2 separate regions of the Dromaius novaehollandiae genome follow, and region 2 is linked to region 1. Evidence: chromatin contacts called from public Hi-C data. All regions are on one chromosome and are shown on one strand. Each heading gives the region's core, a stretch centred on a gene start, on an enhancer-like site or on the middle of the called end of the contact. The rest is flanking DNA. Distances are from core to core; before and after follow the strand shown.

Region 1 (5,158 bases), core at 834-3,333:
TATTTAGTGGAGCTAAAAGACAACCCATATGTAGTGGGGATGGGGATGGGGGGGGGGGAATGACACTTAAATACTATGGTAACCCTTGAGTTGCCCACCTCAAGTTATGCAGTAATTGAGGTTTATTGACTTTCATGAAAACTGATGGGAGCTTTTACGAATGATGACAGTCGCATGTGTATTGGGATGTGTGTATTTTATATGGATATAAACTTTCCTGTTTTCCAGCATGACTGTCATTAAGCGATGAAGGTTATAAAATCCTTCCTTGTGGGCAAGTCACTCTTAAGGGTTTTTTTGTTTTTAATGCAGATATTTTGGTCTTGCATATAGGAATCTGTTTTTCAATACTATCACTTTTTTGATGCAGAGTTTTTTCTTACAGGCTCTCATTGGCTTGTCTTCAATTCTAATGGCTTTTATAGTTTGAATAGAAATAGAAAGCAAGCAAAGACTTCTTGTCTCGTAACAGAGGAAAAGTCTGGCAATTCCGTGTCTCTTTAACATGCAAGATGGATGACTTCTGCTTCTCTTTTAGATTTTGGGAGAAATCTACTCGGAAGGTTGAACAGGAAATTAGGTACTCTGGAAGACTTGTCAGTTTACCTTGTGCAGGACAACTGCTGAAAGGAGCAACCTGATGTATGTTACGATGCTCTTGCTAGAAAAGCCTAAGCCATCACTGTGTCCTCCTGCTTCGAGTTAGAATAATTGATATTTGTGGTAGTAACTCTCTTTTACTACAAAATTGGAGAGAATTCTAGTTTCTAAAAGAGAAAACAAAATGACAGTTTATTATCTGGACCTCCTGAGCTATGGTGACCTACGTTAGATTTTCTTCAGCTCAGGTGTTTGTTTTGACTCTCTACTGACAGTTCAGTTTGGCAAGCTTTATTTTTCTAGTTACTTAACTTAAAACTACTTTTTCTCATTACCACAAAAGACTCTATAAAGTTGTCACCTCTTTTTCCATCTTGATTTTTTTTTCCCCTATCAGTAATGCTTACACGATAATAGGAATGTTGACAGAACATGTTGTCCTTCCTGTACTTGATTCCATGCAACTTTGATGTATAGGCAATAGAGACTATCTATTACAGACATTGGAATAAAAAAGTTATGCTGTCTCTGATAAGTTCTCATAATAATCCAGTTATGTTGTAGTGCATTAACATAATGTCCTAATTCAGTATATCTGAATAGTAAAACTATAAAGTTTTTAATAGAAACTTGCCTATGAGCATATCTGTTTGGAAAGGTTACAGTAGTTTTACTCCAGAGAAGACCTACTTACAGGGAGTAAAAGCTCTTCAAGAAAGGAAGAGATTTCTGTTACTTTGAGATGTCAGATGCTGCTTGGTGTCAAGGGATCAAGCTGCCCTGTGGGCAAGACACAAAATCAGGTTTCAGAAAAATTAAGTTAATGATGTCTAAAGAAACATTTTTTAAGTTGTTTGGTTTTTTTGCTTTCTTCTTATTTGGGTTCCCCATCTGTAAGAATGATTAAATTTAGTATTCCAGTAGTGATAAGTACTCTATAGGAATGCAGATGTACATTTTCATACATCCTGTTTCATGTTTTTTGCCAAACTGGTCTTCATCCTGTGTCTGATGTTGCACTGTGGTGTTTTAAAATCTTAGTGCTTTGAAATGTCAAACTTCATCTTCTTGGTGTCAAAGATGTTTCAAGACACTTGAAGGGAGAGACAGATCTGGTGTCTCAAGGCATGGGTACTGCATATTCATTTAGTAACTCTGTGCAGGTCTGTTAGCAGGTAATGCTGATCTAGCCGTACCTTGTGAAGGGTATGGTTATCAGATAAGGTTTTGATGGCTGCTTATCTCCAGCACTGGTGCTTGAAGAGGAGGGCATTGAAATGAACTCTGCAGTAAATACTAGAATAACTCATATTTCTTAAAGCCACTGGCATTAGTGACAGTAGAGCACCTATAATCTGCTGCTTGCTCAGATGTTCCTCCCTCACGCTGTTTGCTTATGGAAGGTATCATTTACAAGCTCCTGGGCAGTGAGAGCAGCCCTCTGTGTTTGCAAGACTCCCACCTAGAGACTGTAGCAAAAAATAGCATGCACAAAAGGGAGGAGGCAGAGAGACGGCAGTGCATTCTATAGATGCTCTCTTGCCCGTTGCAGCACTGAAGGACTAAAATCACCCTATGTGTAATTATCACTGGAATTCTAGTTAGCATTTGAAAGAAAAGGCTAACATTCATTTTATTTGGCAACAAGGGTGTTAATACAGATGAAAATACACAAGCAAATCAGTGCACTGCGGAAGATGAAATGCTTCCCCTGTCAATTCTCAAACACTATTAAATCCGCCCAGTTGAACACCAGTGCCTTGATGTCTGTCTCTTGCTTTGACCAAGGTATGGGAATACAATATTCTTAACGGTGAGTTATTGGATTTAAAATGTTTGGTTGCTTTGCTTTCTAGTATTGATTTTGTATAAAATACGCATATCAGCTCTATTTTGAGATTAGTTAATAAGAAAGCATTTTTCTGCCTTTTTTTTTTTTTTTTTTTTTTTTTGCACATTGATTTTGTCCTTGGAGCAGGAGCTGTTAAGGCTTACAGTACAGAAGGGACGCTAGGCTCTATAGATGCATCTTTAGTTTAAAAATGAAGTATTAATTTTCTGTTGTGATTGCTAATAAGGAATGTATTCTTTTTTTTAATTTAAAATAATTTCAAGTACTTGGACCAATTTTATCTTCTAGATAGCTGATCAGGCATTGAAGAGTTTAAGTCCCTTGCCAACACTGAGCATGCTGTTTTTATCTTGGAGGTGTGGGGATGTTAGTGCTGAAAGTTTGTTCACTGGAAGTTCATGCAGCTAATGTACAAAAACAGGAGCTGCATCAACTTACAGATCACTGATACTGAGCTTTGTGCATATGTACGAGTCACTGAAGTATTAGGAATAAAAATCAAGGTGAGAGAGAGCTTGGATTGGAAGGCCTACTTCAGGCTGAATGAAATACAGTGTTTAAGGAGTGATCTTGAAAGTTAAAATAAAAATGCAAAAAGCGAGACTGTCTAGAACTGTTGCAGAAAAGTTGGCAAGTAGTTAACTTACCGCTATATTAGAGACTTGGGTAACTATTAAATACAGAATATATTAGATTAGCAGACTTCAGAAAACTGACTTTTTATCCCTTAATGTAAAATTTCTTTGTTGTTGCTGTGTATTGCAATAATTAAGCTTCAAGCCGAAGGCTTCTGACCTTGTAAAACTTTTGACTGACTTTCATCAATCAAGTATTATGAAGAATTTATCCATCTATTCTGTGTTTAGATTTTTCTGGCCAATTCTTCTTTGTCCCCCCCCCCCCCCCCCCCCCCCAAGCTTAGATCTGATAAATTGCCATGTTATCTCAATTCTAAGACTGGCTTAGCTTGCGGTGTTACATTTCTGAATGTGTTTTTAAAATAGTTATTTTTCTGTGAACTTGTCACTATTGAAAGATGATTTATCTTGTTTTTCTTAAATTATTTGATAACTCTCTCAAGGCCTCCTTCTGTCATAGAATTACAACAACATGGCTTGCATTGTATGGAGCAGTCAAAATCAGACTGCTTGGTTTGCTCTTTTTTCATATGTATTGAATTTGGTTACTTGTATGTTGTCTCTATACTATGTTCACCTGTGAAAGGTACACATTGAATGCCATATCTTCATCTAAATGATCTGCTTTTTAAATATTACAGATGTGAGAGAGAAATCATTTCATCTTCACAAATATGTGGATGAATGTATGAAGCAACAGTAATTTTCCAGGGGAAAAAAATGTATATTTAAGTGCACTCAGAGATTGAGGTTTTCCATGTGTGATCTGGACACTGGTATATTTACATACAAGCTTACATGATTTTTATGTACTTAACTCTATGTTCTTTGAGAGATTTCATCCTGTTTGTGTTTCTGCAGTTCTGTATAATCATGATAGGGTTGACTGTGCAAGGGTAAACTCGTATATGTCCTCTGTTCTGTGGCAATCTATACTGTATGTTAGAAAACAGAACTAAGCTCTATATAACTATTCATGCCAAGAATCTGACTCTGCATCTTTTGCCTCTGAGGATTTTGCAGCAGAGTTTGGCCTGCTCGTCTAGGCTGTCTTTGCATTGTGCAGTTTTGAGACAGACATTTGTGCTTGTAGCTGCTGTGTAATGCAGTTACTGGAAAAGAACAGCTTGCTAATGTCCTTGGAGGCCACCGCCCATGTTTGGGGCAACCCAAGAATGATGTAAACTTCACTGTGGTATTTAAATAAATAAGAGGAAAACTCACTTCAAAATGAAATAACTCTGCTGCTATCTATAAGAAGATGCTTTCCTGATGTGCTGCAGAGTAGTACCTGTTTAAATTCAGACAGTGTCTTTTGTTTAGTGGTAGCTTTCAGTTTGTAGAGCAAGTACTGGACTTACTTTTTTTTCTGAATGCTAAAAAAGAGAATGAAGAAACCCTCCAACAGAAAACTTAGATATGTTGCTTATCTGCACTGGTCTAAGAATGAAGGCAAAACAGCCTGAACTTGTATGTGTAAAAAATCTTAGGTACTTTCCTCTCCTGAAAATTAGTTTTACAGATGCTCGTGCAAGAGCAATTGCAATTTGATGAAGCTGGTGCTCAAAGAATGGTCCTTTTTCTGATTCGAATATCTGAAGCATGAGGTATATGTTTGAAAACGTAAATTGGTGTGCTTGAGCTGAATGTCATTTGTCCTTTTTATCTAGCAAAATCCGCTTTTGCTGTATAAACAGATCAATTTGCTGTTAGACATGACTGATTTTTGTATGTGTATTCACATTTAGTATAAACACTCTTATAAAAATATTAGTAGTAACATAAACCTTCCTCATCCAGAAAAAATGATACTGAAGGGTTTTCTGGAGTCAGTCTGAACTCGGATCCTAATTTTTTGTAGCTGTTTGTGTTCCACCTCCCTGCATTCCTTAGACACTGATGTCTGAACATCTCCACCCTAGTAAGTTTTGCCCAAGTTCTCAAATGTGTATAGAGCCCTTGGGGGGGGCGGGGGGGGGGAATGCAATGCCTTTGAGATCAGCTAGGTAATGAGCATGTGTCCAGTTCTTCTGTCAAGAAAGAACAGAGAAAACCAAGGTACAATACA
Region 2 (5,167 bases), core at 1,298-3,797, 46 kb before region 1:
GATTTCTCCAAGTCACCCGTAAGTACAGGAATATTACCTAAATGTTGCAAACTGCAGTCCATCTTGCCTGAAGCAACAACTCAGTGCTAGATTTTTAAGACAACACAAAGGCCCATGTTGGTGATTGCTGAACCTTATCTTAAGAGCACCACCTGGGTATTTTGACCTTTGCTCCTTGCTCAGCTCTTACTACTGGGCAATGCAACAGCAATGCCCTCATTAGTACCAGATTGGACTTTCCTGTGTTCCTCCTCAGATTGACTCCTGTGCTTAAAGCAACAATGCTCTACAAGATGAGCCAGAGAGCAGCCAAAGCACAAGCTATTGAGTGCCTAGGTCAGGAAACATGAAACGGCTTGCAGAATTAAGGCCACCATAAATATTCTCCTTCCAAGAGACTCCAAACTGGTATCATTACATATGCAGTTATCATTTTATACCTCCATTTTCTACTTTTCCCTTCATCATCTACACACATGCAGATGGGAAAGCAATAACTTAAATGCCAAGATTGCTCACAAAAACCCAACCAAATGTGTGTGGATGGGGGGATTTGCTTTTTTAAAATGAGAAATAGGTTAAAACTAAAAGCTTCATGCTCTAGAGTACACTGTGCCTACCACATTTCCACAGAGCATCTGAAATCCTGTGCCCGTTGTTAAAGAAAACCATAGTACAACTTCGCCACCTGCTTTGTTTTAATTCTCCATGTGCTAACACCCTTCTTTCTTGGCATTGGCAGAGCAAGAAACACAGCCCATCCACGCTACTAAGAGTCTCAAAACCATTCCAGCACAACACCCCTTATCCTAGCACTAACTTATTAGCTAGAAAGGAAAAAAAACAAAAAAGAAATTGTAGACATAATCATTTATCCACAGTAAGACATTAATTTGGGTTTAAACAGATGGGAACAAGAAGCACAGTGGCTACATTGCTATGTTGAGACACTTCTTTCTGTAACACTGGTACCTTATTTTCACCAAGTAAGTTAAGCTAAACCTGAACATGCACAAACAAGTCTTTGACAAACCTTAGTCGACGCACATTAAGTTATCTATATATGGTTTGGAGCAGCTTTCACTACTGATTATTTTACTATTATATCACTCACAGTAAATTCAGCTGAGCTGAAAATCTACTATGCAAGAACCCACAAAGGGAAGAGAACAGCCATTACACAGAGCAGAAGGGGCTCCCCAGCCCAAAACTGCTCCTCCCAAGCCATTTCAGATGGAAACACTGCCACTTATGCCAGCTTGCAGGCTGCAACCATCAAAAACAATTCAGGCACCACAAAAAGAGAGCTACATTCCTCCCATCCACACTTCCCCACACTGCCACAGCCAACTAAGCCAGCTCCTACCTGCTGGAGGTCTTCCCGTGCTGGGTTTTTAACAGGGAAAACCACCCAAAGCAGCAAGGACCACAGGGTGGGCGAGGGAACACGGTGTTACCTCAGCAGGGCGGGTGCTGCCTCAGCGGGGCCAACAGCCCCTCCCCGTTCCAGAAGGTTCCGGAAGGTTCCGGGCCCCTCTCAGGGCTCCCCTCAGCAATCAGCTGCTCAGTGACAGCACCTGGGGGGCCCCACCCTTCCTCCCCTCACAGGCCTCCGCCCAGCTACCCTGCGTTTCGACACTCCACAGAAATAAAGTGAACTAATAGCAGGTTTTCCCCTCTAAATCCTCTGCTCCAGCCCAAGGCTGTGTGCAGGTAATGGGGGCCGAGGCGTGCTCCCCTCTGGGGGAGAGGCTCGTGAGAGGGCAGCCCTGCCTCAAGCCTTTAGGGCTGGCTCCTGCCGCCTGCCCACGCTGGAGAAGGGCTGCCCTGCGCGTTTTCAGCGTCCCGCCTTGTGTATTGGCGGTCCCAGGGCAGCACGTGTAGTTGCAACTCCAAAATACGCCGTTAGGCTGCAGAGCCTGCACCCGCAGCCTGGCCCATCAGCTTCTCCCCGTGCTCCTCACGCCTAAAATGGAGCCTTTCCTCGTGATGGCACCCGATGCTCGACACCCTGGGCAGGGTGCTATTTTGTGCGTGAAAGTGGAAACAAGTCCCAGGGTGAGACTCCGCTGGGGTCTCCGATGCCACGTGTACTGCCCTATCGTGCACACAAACGTACCATTCACGTGCAGCGAGCCGGGTGTCTCCCCGAGCACCAAATTTTTCCTTGTGCCTTTGTGGAGAATGTCAGGAAGGAGGGCTGGAAACGCCGCCCAGCCCCAGCTCCTTCTGAAGTTTGCGCAGCACTTAGCATAATGGCCAGGGGTATTTTTACATGGGGGCCTCGAGGTGCCAGTGTCAAGCAAAAATATTGCCTTAAGGACCAATTTCCGGAAGCAATTTCAATTTCAAAAACAATTTATTTGGAAGGAAGAGAATTTGAGCCACCTCACATCTAGATTAACAAAGACCTAATAAAAAAACACGGAGTTATATCTGCAGATCAGCAGGGCCTGTTCAAATCCTGTTTTCACAGCTGCACTGTATGAGCCGGACCGCAAAGGTCAGGTCTCGAAATTTTCCATAGGTGGCAGCATTAGTGCAGCGTTTCGGCGAGGAACTGGAGACAGCAGCATTGCTGCTTCAGCAGCAGCAGCAGCCTCACTTATGGGAAAAGCCTTCTAGGAAAGAATTACTTTTCTATACTGCTGTCACCCAGCACAGGCAGCCCTACACACCTAGAGGACAAATTAAAAAAACACCCAGTAGAAAGGCTGTAATTGCACCTGAACTAGCCTTTATGATGAACTCGATATGAGTATCACTACGTTGTAGCTTTGGGTAGGCCTGGTATTGCTGATAAAAGCAGCCCTTACTTTCAGAGCTTTATTGTTTCTATTAAGAGTTAGCATGAGACCCTTGTGAAGGGGCATATTTTTGCCAACCTGTTTTCTTTGGGGTTTCGTTGCCTCTGGAAGAATCTCATTCTTTCCAGCGGTAGCTGTTACGTGAAACATATATGAAATGGCCCACAAGTATGAAGCAACTTGGTAATTCTCACATCCCCATGTTACATGCCTGTATTGTGTCTATGGGCTGTTTAAAGTGATTCGTATAAGCCCCCTGAGAAGCTATTAGCAACCACCATCAAATTAGGGTTCATGCAGAGTATTGGCTTAACCACAGCCTGAAGTTCCCTGCTTATATCCATAGTGCATGTAACAACAAGCAAGCTGCCTCAGATCGCCTTGCTAGCATATCCCACACCAGGCTCTAAGGAAAAGATAGCATTTTCTGTACGCTTGGGAATAAAATTCTCAAATGTTGGGGGAAGAGATCACCCCTGCCATGTTTGTACACAGCTGTTTCACATATAATAAACCTTACCAGACCCAAAAAGGTCTTGACGCTCCGCAGTACTATGCCAATACTCTCGAAAACATCAGCCCAACAAGCAGACAATATTCTTAGAGCCAAATAAAGCTGCATTGTGGATTGGATTTGACTGAAGAGCTATAGGTTGAACAGCCCTTTTTTAGGGATCATCTCCCAGAAAGGATTTCCAGGACTCACTCATAAATTCATTCTTTAGTCTTTCTGATGTCCCTAGGAATAAAGAGTATCAGCCAGGATGATGGCTTTTAGTTTCAAGGACACCTGTCCTCTAGGAATTAGACTAAAACCCAGAAAAAGCTCATTCCTTGCAGGCCAGTAAACAGTTAATAGCAACAATTCAGTTTTTTCCAGTTTGGAAACTTGTGAACTGCCAGTCTGGAAGTGAAAGATTACATATGCCACTTCTAAAATCCTGAACACTCCTTGCCCCTGATAAAAGTATGGGAGAGAGACATGGTGGGGAGGAGGGGAAAGTATATGTCATTTCAATCATCATCTTTCAGCTGCTTGAAAGATAACTATCAGTGGATATATTTCACTGCATGTCTAATGGGAGAGCATAAGGTAACATTATCATTTTTATGGGTCAGAAGACCTCTTGGGACATGGGGGAGCTAAGCAGTATATATGTCTTTTCTCAGCTGGAAAAGTGACACATATATAACATTTCCCACCCAAAATTGAAAGGGTAGCAGTAAAATCGCAGCTGAGTCATGAATCTAGCTCCAATTTAGAAGTTAAACCAGCAATCTGGTTGAAGAACTCTGTAGAGAAAAGGAAAAAAATGCTAAAATGCTTTTTCTACTCTTCATCTCACCTTTGCCAACCAACTTCATTTCCTATAGGATAGGTTAACACAGACGCTTACCTGAAATACAAGAATTTCTGATGTGAATCTTTTCACAGTATCAGAGGAAAGTCCTGAAAGGTGCAAACCTCACTGGAATCAAGACTGCAGTACTTTAAACCAGTTAAATATTCATTTTGAGTTTCAGCATTGCAAGCGTCTGCTACGTGTTCTTAAGATCCATATAACAGGCATTAAATTGTGCACAGTTCCACTGGTGAGTATTAAACAGGACTTACTTACATTTTAATAACCGACTAGCAACTTCAGAAATGTATCCTCTAGCTTCTTCAAAAACCTCATAAACGTATCTTTTTCAGATTAGCAAGCAAATTAGGAGTAAATTATGGGGTTGTGGAGTCTGCTAAGAAAATATCCTGCCAATAACAAATTCTGGCCTCCGAGGCTAGCGTTGTCTTTTTATTGTGTTATCGATATAGCTGCTCTCACCAGGCACCCTTAATCATACTTTCCTGCTTTTTTACAAAAGGAGCATGTTATTTTTCCTTTCAACATGAATTAGGTGAATAAAAGCCCTAATACCAATGTAACTATAGTATCACAACGCGTGCCTTAAACTGGTACAATTTATTTTGCATTGTGAGACTTGGATTGACTGGATGGCATGCATACATTTTCAGTGGTATGGCTTACTATAGATGGAGAGAAATTAAGAAAATTTGGGGGTTACTCCCCTACACCAGCACACCTAAAGTTTAACTTTTAGCTGTAGACAAAACCAGTGTCCCGCTGTAACGCATATAGCAGTAGCAGAAGACTTTACAAATCAATTTTCCTGAGCTACCCAGTTTTCTGCTTAATCAGCTTCATATGTGCACATGATTCAGAATTCCTGCTTACCCTTTCACATCTTATATTTAGGATCCTGGTAGAAAAAAAAGTCCCAAAGGAAGCTGCCTATTATCTCACTGCTGTTGTTTCACATCTGCCTCATCCGTCTGATCTGATTATGCTGTTGCTTCC

The links. A called contact is a pair of places that touch in the nucleus more often than the background predicts.
Region 2: a Hi-C map of brain shows a contact between it and region 1, with 5 times the contacts expected there. The contact joins two enhancer-like sites. A contact is called at or near these places in 3 of 4 Hi-C or Micro-C datasets (brain, liver and ovary).

The regions. Positions count from the first base shown.
Region 1 is chr26:5,589,941-5,595,098 of bDroNov1.hap1, reverse strand. All of the region lies in intron 2 of PPP2R2A (protein phosphatase 2 regulatory subunit Balpha), which reads left to right. Among named protein-coding and RNA genes, the nearest start is that of BNIP3L, 20 kb to the right of the region's middle. Within about 2 kb of position 2,083, at least 2 of the 2 cell types and tissues checked have open chromatin away from gene starts, as enhancers often do.
Region 2 is chr26:5,636,416-5,641,582 of bDroNov1.hap1, reverse strand. No RefSeq gene overlaps it. Among named protein-coding and RNA genes, the nearest start is that of PPP2R2A, 17 kb to the right of the region's middle. Within about 2 kb of position 2,547, at least 2 of the 2 cell types and tissues checked have open chromatin away from gene starts, as enhancers often do.